Linked DNA regions of Zea mays: region 1 is linked to region 2. The links are chromatin contacts, called in public Hi-C maps. All regions are on one chromosome and are shown on one strand. Each heading gives the region's core, a stretch centred on a gene start, on an enhancer-like site or on the middle of the called end of the contact. The rest is flanking DNA. Distances are from core to core; before and after follow the strand shown. Region 1 holds the start of LOC100217002. Region 2 holds the start of LOC103640914 (NAD(P)H-quinone oxidoreductase subunit U chloroplastic).

Region 1 (2,700 bases), core at 163-2,662, 200 kb before region 2:
TCTAACTGTGTTGCCTTGTTTTTTATACCAGAAGGAATAAAAAACAAGTGACCAACATTAGCTATTAACTACTTTTAGCAAATTAGATAATGGTTAGCTAGCTATTTGTTAGCTAGCTAATCCTACTAGCAATATTTAGCCAACTACCAATTAGCTCTAGTACATTTAAACACCCCCTTAATCCTCTCTAATCCACTTGTAAACAAAACACGTCCGGAGTGATTTTCGTAGGGTGGGGAAAAGATTAATACATTGTTTGGTTTGAGGAATAAGCTAGTCCATCATCTTCTCACTCCTCATTTTTTGTTTGATTTGTGGAATGGAATGTGTTGATCAATCACCACCTCATTTCTCATAGTTAGTTAGTCAGTACTAACATTAGGAATCCCAAGCGTGTTTGGCTTGAGGAATGAGGTAATACATCATCTTTTCACTCCTCACTTTCTTGTTTGGTTTGTAGACTGGAATGAGTTGAACCATCATCATTTCATTGCTCATAGGCTAATAATTAGTAATAATATGAGGAATAAGTTCATTCACTAAATTTGTGAAATAGACTCATTATGCACCACCTCATCTAGAATAGATTAATTCAAACCAAAGACAAGAATCACTCCATTTAAGATAAGGTAATGCATCATGAGTCAATTCCTCAAATTTGGTAGGATAACATCATTCTTAATATTAGTACTAACTAACTATGGTGAATGAGGTAGTGATAGATCAACTCATTTGATTCCACAAACCAAACAAAAAAAATAGGAGTGAGAAGATAATAAACTAGTCTCTACCATATTAAAGCACCAGTTTCAACGGTCGTCTCGTGTCAATATTTTTCAAAAAACACCCTGCATTTCTTTTCTTTAGAATCAACATGCACTCCTATAATCTCTTCTCTACTACTATAATAGGAGAGTTTATGTAAAAAATAAGGTGAAATTATGTATAAGTGAGCTCCATATTTACACCCACCTAATCAATAGGAAAACATATATTTTGTTATTTATTAAAATAAAATTTATTTTATGTCATATATATATATATATAAACTGTAGCAATGGACGAGCACATAATTAGTTTATTACTTAAACCAAACATACTACGCTTTCTGTTCATAAATATATGACACTGTTACTTTTAAAAAAAAACTTTGACTACTCGTCTTATTAAAAAAATAAGTTATCATTTTTTGTAATTTGTTTTTATCATTTAAGGTAGTTTATACTTGACTTAAAATTTTATATTTTTAATAAATATTTTAAATAATACGAATGATTAAAGTTTAAAAAAATTAATGATATCATATATTTATAAACTGAGGTAGGTCTAAGATGGAGTGATTCCTCAGTCTTCGAACAAACACACCGTAGCCCCCCTCCTCTCTTCCCCAAACACACACCACAACCATAACCACGAACTACCTGAACGGCTGAACAATTCCCTTCGTCCCATCTTCCTCTCGTCTCTCCCACCCCCCGACCCGACCGGGCGGCCTCCTCCCCGAACCCTAGCCCCTCTACAACCACCGCGTCCTGCCTCCTCTGGGCGGCTCCGCCCCAGATCCAGCACAGCAGGTTAAAAAGGGGGCGGGCAGGCGTTGGATGGACGGGCCGAAGCGGTCGCAGCTGCGGGTGCGCCTCCGCGTCACGGCGCGCCGGCGTGGTGCCGATGGCGACGGCGCCGGGGGCGCTGCCGGGCCTGGGGGGCGTAAGCGCCGGATGGAGGCCCCCGTCCGCAACTCCGTCGCCAAGCTGCAGCGCCGCGAGATCGGGGGCCGCCAGCTCGCCGCGCGCGGCGGCGGCCCCGCCGCCGCCGTGCCCGAGCGCTTCCGGAACATGCAGCTCCAGGTACGTAGCGGCGCTGCCGACGTCCGTGCGCTTGCTGCCTTTCCGCGCTGGAGGTGTGGGTGGGTCCGGTGAGGGCGGCGGTCAAGCTAGGGTTACGCGCCGATGTCGGTGGCGAGTGATTGCATAGGATATTTTCCCGTGGTTGTGGCCGGAAATGTTCTTTCTTACGTGTTCCGTTTGTGCTAGGCGGCTAGTTTTGTTCTGGAGAAGCGAAACATCTCGTCTTGGAAATTCCCCAATTGTTTGCTTTCTTACGAAAGGGCCCGTCTTTCAGGCAAATGGGGGTGGCTTTCAGTTTCAGGGCTCTTTCTTGTGTGTGCAGTCTTTGGTTGTTGGTTGTGGCGTGTTTTCTTTGGTGCGTGTAGCATTGCTTTAAGCTGCTGGAATCAAATAGCGCTCGATATTGTTCAGAACAGGGGCTTATGGATTGGGATTTACCGCTTTAGGCTGTTGGGTTATAGTGCCTGTGATTTAAACTAATACATGTAAAATGATAAATGTTAAATGACCTGCATTGAACATTTCAGTTTTGCTGTATGCCTATGTTTGATTATCTGTAAACGTCTTTCCTCGATTGCTAGGGGTTTGGATCAATTTGTTCTTTAGATTGGTTATTCAAATCGAATATGATTGGATCTCGGGATTGGATAATTCTACCATGCTCCTTTAATTTGAATCTGAGGTTTGGTATATTAGTTTGGACTGGACCTTTAAAACTACTCAGTAGATACTATGGGTTGAAAATTTGTTGTATAAATTGGTTAATCTAACATTGTCCTCCACTATCTGTATATATCTATCCTATTCCTTGCCACTGTTTTAGATTTTGTATGATTCATGTGATCCTTGTCAC
Region 2 (2,700 bases), core at 128-2,627:
TTGCAAAAATTTGCCGGTCTTTGCATCTACCAGGTACTTTGTTAATGCCATTGTATTGATATGCATAATTGCATACTATTTCAGCGGTAGGCCAATAGCACAGTGGTATGGAGATTGTTTAGCCTCATTATTTAACTGGTCAAGGTGAAAGGGCCTCTACCTGAGTTGATTAGGTGGTCTAAATAACACTCCTCAGATATTGAATTGAACTCTAGCAAATTTCAAGCTGAGGCTGAGTGAGAGGGTCTTCTTCTTAATGCAAATACCGAAGGAGTCTAGAGCTAAAGCTCATGGGATCCTTTAAAAGAAAGAAAAGAACTACACTTGTGGACAATTTCAATCTACCTCATCAGTAGAAGCTAGCCTGGTGACTCCAAGCCTCCCATAGTGGTCAGCATCTGTAATTGCTGCAAGTTTGGGGAAATATTGTTCAATATACAACAGTAGTGTGCAAAGCAGAAACATCCTCCAGGCATAACATTGTGGCTTAATTAACTTCCTGCACAAGGGAACTTACAAATGCCATTATATCACACTATATATCCATGTGGCAACTCACTATACATTTAACATAAATTAATCATCATCCAAAGTTATCCACTACATGAAATCCTACAATAATTGAAAAGGGGACTAAAACAATATCGGTATACAGACACTTCAGCATGCTACACCAAACAAACATCATCCAGTGCAAATGAATTATCAGTAAGCACTATACGGACATCCACCCTCCCTTATTTTTTCACCGAGATACTTTACACTTTTCGTTGCCGCATAACATTGTAACCCTGTTAGAATCTAAAATATAAATGCTTCAAATAAAGCGCCTCAGTCCCCAAACTGAAAATTTCTAAGCAGCTTGGCTTCACCCAATTCACATGCCAACAACAACAACAGATGAGTCGAACGCGTCAAATGAATCAAGAAAGACGCACCGAGGCCGCGCATCGCCTTCTGCACGTTGTCCGCGGAGATGAGCGAGTAGGGCGGCCGCGTGGAGGTCGCGGCGCCTCCGGCAACGTCTGTGCCAGCGTCGGGGTCCCCCTCCAGCTCCGCCACCGCAGAGGCACCCTCCGAGGCCGCGGCCCCGCCATCGGCAGCGGCGGCGCACCGCGTACGGCACGACGCCGCGGCGGCGGCGAGTCCGAGTCGGGTGGAGAGGCGGAGACGGCGGGGGGCCAGTGTGGAGTACGTGGAGGAGGAAGGAGATGCGGCGGGCGCGAAGACGTGTGGCGCCGGAGGGGAGGGGATGCCGACGGCGGCCATGGCGGAGACGAGGATGGGAGTCTGGGACTGGGAGGAGCAGAGCGCGGGAGATAAGGGAGGAGGGGATGGAAATAAACGATTTCAACTTTTCCCTTTTTCTTATTTCGCATCTTATTTAATTTTCAAAGTTACATGCAATAAATAAAGTTGAATGCGAAGTCTTTGGACCATGTCCGCCACTGCAGCTGCATTGTCCAACACTGAACCGCTGCATGCCTGCAGCGCAGTGTTGTAATCTGTTTACTGCCAGGTGGTTTAATTCAACTGGTTGGACCTAGCCAGGCGCTAGCTCGTTGATTCACTTGTCTAAAATTTGGCTGTTTTTTTCAATGTCTCAGTCTAAGGCTGTATCCAGCAGCAGATGGTGCGTATAAATGTTCATGCAAAACAATCCTTTATATTGTAAATAGTGCTATTTGTAGAATAAAGTTTTCAACAGGATGTGAGATAGAATGAGATAGGAACTCAGATAACCTAAACGGTTGATGAGAGGTACTATCACGGAAGGCGCCATAGATATGGAGTTTACTTCTCAAACCAATTCCTTTCAAATCTAGTAAAATTAAATTTCTTGTTTGGATCCTTCAAATCTGAGACAGTACAAAATTTAGCAAAACTGCAAAAGTACATGCTCATGTCCCACAAGACCCGAAGGCATCTTGTAAAGGGAGCTACAAAACTACGAGCACTGAGGTGAAAGCTGTTATTCATCAACTGTGAACTTTCAAGTTAGATCAGGGATCTCCAACCACACAGAAGACTGAAGGCCATGACTTGCACAAGGGACCCAAAACCAGTGGTCGCCAAAAATCCAGTCTCTCATAGTGGTAGCTGCATCTTCTTAAAAACAATTATAGCGATAATTGGACCTGCAACATCTCCCAAGGCACAACCTGCAAGATATAAAAAAAAAGTACAGTTAAGCGATGTTACTTTGAACTGACGCTAATGCACTGACCTTATTCTGCTAGCTCAAAGTGAAACTTTAAAATATATATGTATTCCTATTAAATGAATGCTTGCAAAAGTATTGTGTAGTGTCTTAGTATATGCACTCAAGACAGAAGGGAAATTATGACTCACCCAACCATTGTCCATGCACTGGATGCACGAGGGCACCAATGCCTGCTCCAGCTGAGGCCAAAACCAAAGAGAAACAACTTTTGATGGTAATCCCATAAATCTTCCTCCCAAACAATCTGAATTTATTCATATCGTCAAACTGTTCATTGCCGTCGCTTGATAGTGCTTCACAGTCCTCACTAGGCTTACGGATGAAACATCTGTATACTTCAATTATGGATTGCACTACCCAAGCAGCGGTTATTCCCAGTGCATGTGCTGTCCAAACAAAAAAGTTGAGAGAACTCTCAATGGAAAAAGAAGAAACCCAATACAAGCAAATCAGACCTCGGAAAGTTGTTCTGGCAA

The links. Hi-C and Micro-C count contacts between places; a contact is called where the count stands out from the background.
Region 1: a contact with region 2 is called in a Hi-C map of ear, with 2.5 times the contacts expected there. The contact joins the promoter of LOC100217002 here to the promoter of LOC103640914 in region 2. A contact is called at or near these places in 8 of 25 Hi-C or Micro-C datasets (bundle sheath, ear, endosperm and 3 more).

What each region holds. Positions count from the first base shown.
Region 1 is chr10:18,958,325-18,961,024 of Zm-B73-REFERENCE-NAM-5.0, reverse strand. LOC100217002 reads left to right here and starts at 1,412. Exons shown (of 8, transcript NM_001143379.1): 1 at 1,412-1,847. The coding sequence starts at 1,602.
Region 2 is chr10:18,758,328-18,761,027 of Zm-B73-REFERENCE-NAM-5.0, reverse strand. It overlaps LOC103640914 (NAD(P)H-quinone oxidoreductase subunit U chloroplastic), which reads right to left and starts at 1,377. Exons shown (of 5, transcript XM_008664356.3): 1 at 939-1,377; 2 at 346-407. The coding sequence starts at 1,269. It overlaps LOC100276490, which reads right to left. Exons shown (of 6, transcript NM_001150264.2): 4 at 2,680-2,700; 5 at 2,353-2,610; 6 at 1,815-2,162. The coding sequence ends at 2,089.